Linked DNA regions of Mus musculus: region 1 is linked to region 2. Evidence: chromatin contacts called from public Hi-C data. All regions are on one chromosome and are shown on one strand. The core of a region is the stretch at or near the end of the contact, and the rest is flanking DNA. Distances in the headings are between cores, read along the strand shown.

Region 1 (4,257 bases), core at 1,211-3,710, 400 kb after region 2:
TGTATGTGTTCCTGTGGGTGGCATGGCCCACACATGAAGGTCAGAGGGCAATTTATGGGATTCCCTTCTCTTCTTTCACTACATGTGCCCTGAGCCATCTCGCCTGCCCTTTTCTAGACTTCAAGGCCACAGCAGCCATTCAGTAACTAGCTTGAAGGCCTACCAACAAGTCTCTAATTCTCAGCATTTTCTGGGAGGACTTAGCACACAGCTCTGTAACGTCACGTGAACTTCTTTTTGAGTCCAGGGGAAATGAAGACACAGAGAGGACAGTTGTCCAAAGTCACACAGTGTAGGCATGACAGAGCCAAGACTCAGAGCCTCATAGCCCGCCTCCCTGGTTGTACCCTCCTCCTGTGAACCTGGGGCTCTGAAGCCCCCACCCCTTTCTTTCCTCTCATCTCTCTTTCCTGTGACCATCCCTGCTCTGTGACACACATAACGCAAGAATTATTCACAGCCCTCTTTGCTTCTTTGACCAACAGCCTCCTAACACTATTACGTCTGATGGCTTTTCATTCCCGATGCCAAACCTGATTTGGCGTTCACAGCACTGAGGATTTCGGTCCCAGCTCTGTGGACAGGCTCCGGGGGCCCTAAGTGACTGTAGTTTACAGACAATCCAATTGTTATTGACATTTGTGTCGGATTGTTCATCAGCCTAGGCCTGTCTTGTAGGCCAGATCATTCTATTAGCTGGCCCCTTTCAGTCTCTTCGCTAACGACAAAATGCGCTCACGCCATCACGGCAGGCCAATCAATTGCAATATCACTCTACGGCTGTCAGAGTCACTTTTGTGGGCTTTGCTTTAGGGTCAGCTGGAGGAGGGGGAGGAGAGGGATGGGATTCTTGTGCACTGAGTCTGAAATGCAGGCAGCTACTGAGAACAAGAGGTCTCGTTGCAAGATAGATGATAGGTAGGGAAGTAGGTAGGTAGATAGACAGATAGACAGATGATAGGTAGATAGATAATACATAGACAAACAGAGAGATGGATAATAGATAGATAAATGCTATATAGACAGACAGATGATAGATAGATAGATAGATAGATAGATAGATAGATAGATAGATAATACATAAGTGGATAGATAGATAATAGACAGGTAGATAGGTATGCAGATAGATAATAGACAGATAAATAGATAAGATAAACAGATGATAGATGATAGATAGATAGATAGATAGATAGATAGATAGATAGATAATAGATAGGCGGGTATATAGATAGATAATAGATAAATAGATAAGATAGACAAGTGAAAGATGATTGCTTGATAGATAGGTAGATAATAGATAGATAGATAGATAGATAGATAGATAGATAGATAGATAGATAGATAGGTAGACAGATAGCCAGACAGATAGTAGAATAAATACTATATAGATAGATAGATATAAAGATTGGGAAAAGAATTACTAACAGGCCTATCATCTTGCTTCTTCTTCTATGTTGTATCTTGGGGGGAAATATCCAATTTTATCTCCAACCTCACCTGTGCTAGGTGAAGCTGCCTGGATCACAAAGCCCAACAGGTAGTCACCCCCATCTCTTCCCCTATGAAAGGTAGCTCTTGTCCATATACTGGCTCTTTTCCCTCCCCATCCTATATTGCTTTATTGCTGCTTCCCATAGTCCTCCCCCGGCTCTTGAGAAAGCAGGAGTTCTCAGTCTCCCCGAGTGGTTGCTGCACGTGGTTCAAGCAGACCCAGCACTCCTCAACTGTTTAAGCAAACACATCACCAGCTTGGCAAAGGGCATTGTGCAGGGGGCACAGCTCCATCCCGACCTTCCTGGACTCTTCCACAGTCATACGGTCTTTAGCGATGGCTGGCACAGTCACTATGTAGACTGGACAACAACCTTGGATTTTCTTAGCGATAAGGATGTGTGAACTCACAAAGTCCCAGAGTCATAAAAGTGAGTTCATAGAAACACAGTGAGTTCTTCAGACTGCCAGAAAGACCAGGAGTAAACAGACCTATCACAGCCAGAGAGCGCAAAGATGTTAGAGAGATGGAATCCCTCGAATTCTGTCCAGATGGAGGACAAGGCAAACCATGTCTCCCTCTATGACAATCTGCATGCTCCAGTCCTGACTCTCAGCACCCAGAGCTTGTCCCCTCATTTGGAGACATAAAGAGATGACCCTGTTGAAATGAGGTCATCTAGGTAAGAGGTTCCACTATGGCCAGTTCCTCAGAAGACAATGTTAGGACACTTAAGAGAAACATTTGCCACTTTTCATAATGTTAATTAAACATGGATAGTTTAACCCGGAAATTCCAGTAGAAATAAAGATGTGTGTCCTCACAAGAGTCTGAGTATTTATATCATCATTATTTATAACACCCTGGCTTATGGAAACAACCCAAATGCCTATTACCTGCTGGCTGCAGACACTCACTGTGCTGTGTTTATATAATGGAGTATTACACAGTAATAAAAAAAATCAAACGGAGGGACTTGCAGAATGCAGATGAATCTCAAAGCATTTATTACTCCAAGTGAGAGAAGCCAGGTGCAGATGGTCGCCTCGTAGAATTTCCATTCTTGTGACATCCTGAAAACATCAGCTCTGAAAGAACCAAGAGAGCAGATCGGTGGTTTCCGGGTGGACGATAGGAGAGGGAGAGATGGGCTCCTGAGGTGGACAGAGGAGGCTTTGTGAGTGGCTGCAATGTCCTCCTGGTTGGAGGGATGAACGTGTGCAAAGGCCATCAGACCACATCCTTAAAAGGGTAAATGTTGTTTTGGTTTTTTTTTTTTTTTTTTTTTACTGTATGAAAATTATATAGTTTAAGAGATGTGCTTTTTAAAAGCAATAATTGTGAGTTATCTTTCCTTCCAACCAAGGAATAGGACATTTTTATAATCACCGATATTCATCTGTGGAAAGTATAGGAAAGGATGTGGTCTTTAGCCTCCAGATGCCCCTGGCTGCATGAACGGCAGATTTGTCCAAGCCCAGGTAGGGTACTCAGCTGTAATCTCAGTGCTTGGGAAACAGAGGCAGGAGAAACTCAAACAACATCAGCAAAAGGTGGGGGAAGAGGTTATAGCTCAGTTGGTAAAGTACTTGCCTAGCATGCACAAAGCCCTGAATTATATCTTCAGCACCACAGATACTAGGCAGGGTGGCCAGACCCTGTAATCCCAGCACTCAGGAGGCAAAGACAGGAGGATCAGACATTCAAGGTCATCCTTGGCTACAAAGTAAAATTTTATATTTTAGTGTACAAAGGCAATAAAATATATTTTAAAAAAATAGGCAAAGTGTGATAGAACATGCCTTTAAGGCCAGCACATGGAAGTCAGAGGCAATTGGAACTCTGTGAGTTTGAGGCCGGACTAGTCCACATAGGGACTTCCAAGCCATCCAGGGCTACCTAGGGAGAACCTATCTCAGACAGAGAGAGAGAGACAGAGAGAGAGGGAGAGAGCTACCTTTCGGAAATGCAAATAACATTTTTCTATTAAGCTTCTGATATTCATTTTCACTTATAGAATCCAGTATTTGTTATGTGCACATTCTAATTTATCACAGCAAACCACGGAGTAATCCATAGAGAAATGACACCTATGAGATGGGAGCTCCAAGGCTCCCTAAAAGACCTAGAGTCCCTACAAACAGCACAGGAGACAGCCATTGCCCTTGGTAGTTCACCATAGCTATTGCTGAAGACACCGTATGCTTGGGTTTCATGAGAGAAACCATGGTGGAACTGACCTAGAAGCATCCTCCCTGATGCCTGACTTTGATACCACTGGAATGTGCTAAGCAGCAGTCCGCTGGAGACCAAACCTATCCGTAAGCGGTCCTACTCAGTGCTGGATGCTGCAGGAGGCAATGTGGACCTGTCAGGCAAGGATGTACCCGATGGTGTAATGGTGGCCTGGGTGTGAAGGGAGAGACCAAGCACTCTCTGGTGGTGTCCGTGCCCTGATCCACAGGTGGCTATTCCTGACAGGTACTGTAACCTGACCAAAAGGTCACAGGTCCTTGGGATGGACTTGCTAATGTTATTTCGCTCAAAAAGGCGTGATGTCAAACTGTCTAATTACATTCTAAACATCTATATCCATTCCCCACTGATTAGAACTGCGCCCGACCTTGGTCAGGAGAAGCCGCTTCTTCAGCGCGAATATCAGTCAATGCAAAGACTGTCAAAATGACTTCACCACTGGTCAAAACGCTGAAGGCAAGTGACTGTTGGTGCTTAGCCACAGATGGGACAGCTGTAGTGAGCCCCCC
Region 2 (4,377 bases), core at 1,791-4,290:
TCCTTTGATCTCTACACACATGAATAGACATGTGCACACATGCACACATGCAAGCACTTGACACCTGTACACACATGAACGTAGTACTTTCCCCAAAGGAGGAGGATGAGGATTGAATTAGGCCGACCAACATACAGTGCCTGACACACACCTTGCCTTAGCAAGCCTCCATTGGGCTCTTATGAGTTTCCCTGTTGTTTAGGGAAGCTAACCGTCCCGTCTCAGAACTGCCACTCTCAGATGGCCTCACTGGAAGGTAACAGCAGTTTCTTCTCTTTCTGGAGTATCTGGGAAAGCTCAGCGATCCAGGGCCAACTGTCACCAAAGATGCTTCCTTGGGCATCCGTGTCTGCCCAGTTATAGACATCTGTCTCATCTCTGCAAGCCGGAGTGAACGTCCATCACTGTCATATGCCTTGACTCCAGCGAGTCTCCAGCTCTACCCAGACCTAGCAACAGCTTAGACCATCATCTACCTGGCCCATAAAAATAAATTAAAGGTAAATGTGTGCAGCCAGCAATTCCACCTTTCCATTCCCCTTGCAAGCACTCACTCAGAGGCCCGTAAAAGGGTTGTTTGTCACCTCTCTATTTGCGGCGGCAGCAAAATAGAGCCCGCTTGCCTTGTGCAGCCCGAGGAGACTGAGTAAATAAATCACAGACCGTCTCTGGAATGAAAGGACATTCAGCGGCTTAAAGCTGTGGGAGCCATCTATGGATAGATCCTCAGGATGTATTGATAGATTGGGGGAAATGGTGGGATCATCGCATCTTTGTAAAAACAAAATGGTAAGCTGAGTTATTGAATGTGGCATGTAGCTGGGCATGGAGAAAGCTCTGGAAAGCAGCTCAGCAGTGAAGCTGAGTGAGTTAGATCGAAGGGCAAAGAAAGAAGCCGGAGATTTCCTCCTTGAAAATATGAACGTTTTCTAACAAGAACTTACCAAGTAATGCACGTCCACTTTCATGCGTTTACATGCATGAACACTTGTATGCACTCACACAGACATGCATGCATACACAAGTTCCTGAAGCCATACACACATAGATATAAGATATACATGTGCACAGACACACTCATGCATGAAGACATGCATACACACACACATGCACAGGCATGCACACATATACACATACATGCATACACACAGACATGCATGCACACACAAGTGCATGAAGCCACACACACACACACACAGATGTACATGTGCACAGACACACTCATGCATGAAGACATGCATACACACACACATGCATAGGCATGCACACACTCGGACATGCACACACACAGACATGCATGCACACACAGAGACATGCATGCACACACAAGTACATGAAGCCATACACACATGCACTGACATACACAACTCATGCATGAAGGCATGCATGCACACACACATACATACATTCATGCACAGATCCATGTATGTGCACACACATGTGCACACAGACACAGGGACACATACATATGCTGACTGTGCACACGTGCACACGCGCGCGCGCGCACGCGCGCACGCACACACACACACACACACACACACACACACACACACACTAAACTGGGGGTATAGCTCAGTTGGTAGAGTGCTTGCTGAGTATGCAAGTGCCCTGGGTTTGATTCCCCAGAGCCACATTAACTGAGGAGTAGTATTGCCTGTCTGTCATCCCAGCACTTAGGAGGTAGAGGAAGGATGGTCCGCAGTTTAAGGTCATCCTTGGCTACCAAGAGAGCTGGAAGTCAGCCTGGGCTACATAAGACTCTATCTCAAACCCTTATCCACACATGGAACGTTCCAACCACAATGCAGATCAACACAAATCCAACTCTGTAAAAATGAAAGTAATGGAGTGTTCATGGAAAATCGCAGGCTGCTTCTAGGCTGCGCACTCTGTGGTTGTGGGGCAAGAACCCAGCGAAATGTTGGATGCAAAGAGCTATGCATAACTTAAGTCACAAGCAAAACCAAGCAGAAGGCAGCTAGGTGGTGTAGGGCAAGCTCCTGGCTACACTGGGTGATGAAGCAGTCTCAGGGGATGCCAATAGAAGCTTCTAGACACAGCAGTGCTCTCTCGATCTGTGTGCAGGCTGTACTGGTCTGTCCAGTTTAGGAAAATTCATTAAGTCGAGCGCCTATGATTTGTGTACTTTTCCATATGCGTATCGCACACCAGTAAATGTTAAAAAGAAAAAGAGTGGAGGCATTAACATTTTTTTATATGACAGGAGGAGAAAGCCCTTTATCTTCCTAGAAAATCCACCATAAACCGGTCGTTCCATTTGGGAAGGCTTTAACAGGAGTAAACAATCATTTATTTAATGAAGGGAGGAGCCCATAGCTTTCATCAGATTTTCAAAGGGAGCCTTCACCCCCAGAGCGATTAAGAACAAATGCGAAGACTGGAGGGGGTGGTGGTGGTGGAGGGACCGAAGAAAGAGATTCAGAGAGAAATATGCTTTCTGCTATCAAGGTATCCGCCAGGAAACGTCAAGGGAAGGCTGCAGGAAGCATGGGGGTCATGGTCAGTTCGAAGCACAGCCCTACTTCAAGTTCTTGGCCATTGGTGTCTCTCTCCTGCCCGCAGGGTTGGGGCTCACCTCTGTCTGCACACGTGCAGTTCACAGCAGCCCAGACGCTAAAAGGTGATTTAGAGGGAGGCTCAGGCTGGGGGCGGGGTGCTGGGGGGGGGAGAGGTCTCCCCCGGACTCTCTTGTAATTTAGGGACGATTCTTGAATCCCCCCGGGGTCTTGGCTCCTGGCAGAAAATAAATGTGGGTCACTCCTGGGATAGGTACTCCTCGGCATGTGTGTCCCTGTGAAGAGAGATGGATGGCCGGGGCAAGAGGCTTTCCTCCATAAATCACGCAGCATTTGAAATAGACCTCTTTCCTTATGAGATGCGAAAGGGAGACAGGAAGTCAGGGTAGACACAGGTGCGGGCCATTTGCAAAGGCAGAGGGATGAGTTAGGGGGCAGAGGCAAGAACTGGGACACCAGAGGTAACAGCATCCTTCAGGCATGCCTCTAGTCGGCATAGCATTGCGAGGACCCATGATGGACCAGCCTCCATTTCCGGACTCCTTAGCTCCCATCTTGCACTGCGTTGCTAGGTTTCTTTCTTTCTTTTTTTTTTTCTTGGTCCGCCCACTTTTCTGTCTTTTGTTTCCCCTCTCTCAGTGGCCCCTAGGGAAAAGAGTTTATAGATGCAGGTTCAGGTTCAAACCCCTGGCTCTGCTGCAAGCTGGCTGTGTGAACTTTAAGTGACTTCAGCTCTCTGATTCCTTGCATGTCCCGTCTATAAAACGTCCACCTCGCAGTGTTCTCATGGAGGATTAAATGAGATTAAAGGAGACCAGAGGCCTTCTGCGTGGTACTTAACTGATTTTCAATTCTCGGTTATAACTGTTCCTTATGCCTTCCTCCGCATCAAGGGGCCTTTGACAGGCCGGACGGCTTTCTCCCGGGAGACGTTTGGCAACGTCCTCAGACATTTCTGGATGTCACACTGGAGACAGGAAGGTGGTGTTGGCATCTGACGGAGACAAGCCAGAAATGCTTGCCGACCGTCCTAGAAGGCACAGGGAACCTTCCCATGGCAAGGAGGCACTCAGCCCAGCCCAGATGCTGATAGAGGCTGAGAAAGCTTGCTTTAGGCTGTGCATAGTGTGATAACCTTCTCTGTGGTTCCCAATCGCCGTCCTCTCTCCTCTTGCCGTTGTATAGCTCGGGGAGGGGGGGGTGGGGCGGCGGCAAGAATGAGATGGAAGATTTGTTTGTGATCAGGCTGGGTTCAGGGTTGGGGCTGCAGCATTTACCAGCTGTGTGTTCTGGGATCAGTTAAGCAACCTCTCTGAGTTGTAGATTGATCGTGGGTTTTTTTTGGGGGGGTCTGGGGGGGCGGAGGAGAGGGTTAGCTAGAATGGGATATAGGAATGACAGCTCCTAACACTTCTCAGAAACATATCTGTGACCTTCCCCACCAGCAACCTGAGGAGGACCTTGAACCTTTGTGAAGATGGTGCCCCTTCTGATGGGTTTCTTTGTTCTCAGAAGAATCTCTCTTTAGTTTCTGCCTTTTTTTTCTGACTTCCCCTGAGGTGGGAATGGGGTCGGGGGTGGGGTGGAGTGGGGGAAGCCAAGTGTGTCTGCTGCGGGTTAAACTCACACAGTTTCAAAGCCAGCCCTGGAGCTCTCTGAGGCATGGCCTGCTCATCAGGGAGGGTTTGATGGTCTGGTTTCTTTCTCTTTCACTCCTTGGATCTGGTTATTAAAGTTTGGTTCCTGTAGGAGAGGAGAGCTTTGAAAACATCAGAATCGATGCTCCCTGCCAACCTTCTTCTTATCATGTCCCCCTCACCTCCTGCCTTTCCTCCCTTGG

What was found. A called contact is a pair of places that touch in the nucleus more often than the background predicts.
Region 1: a contact with region 2 is called in a Hi-C map of the N1E-115 cell line, with 6 times the contacts expected there. The contact joins two enhancer-like sites. A contact is called at or near these places in 3 of 484 Hi-C or Micro-C datasets (the HPC-7 cell line, the N1E-115 cell line and uterus) and 1 of 9 other capture datasets (embryonic stem cells).

What each region holds. Positions count from the first base shown.
Region 1 is chr5:119,538,106-119,542,362 of GRCm38.p6, forward strand. No RefSeq gene overlaps it. Among named protein-coding and RNA genes, the nearest start is that of Gm31314, 12 kb to the left of the region's middle. Within about 2 kb of position 2,461, at least 1 of the 459 cell types and tissues checked has an H3K27ac peak or open chromatin away from gene starts, as enhancers often do. A contact at or near this core is called in the N1E-115 cell line, where this site is marked.
Region 2 is chr5:119,135,046-119,139,422 of GRCm38.p6, forward strand. Gm31129 (predicted gene, 31129) reads left to right here. Exons shown (of 2, transcript NR_168635.1): 2 at 203-674. Among named protein-coding and RNA genes, the nearest start is that of Gm31129, 3.6 kb to the left of the region's middle. Within about 2 kb of position 3,041, at least 14 of the 459 cell types and tissues checked have an H3K27ac peak or open chromatin away from gene starts, as enhancers often do. A contact at or near this core is called in the N1E-115 cell line, where this site is marked.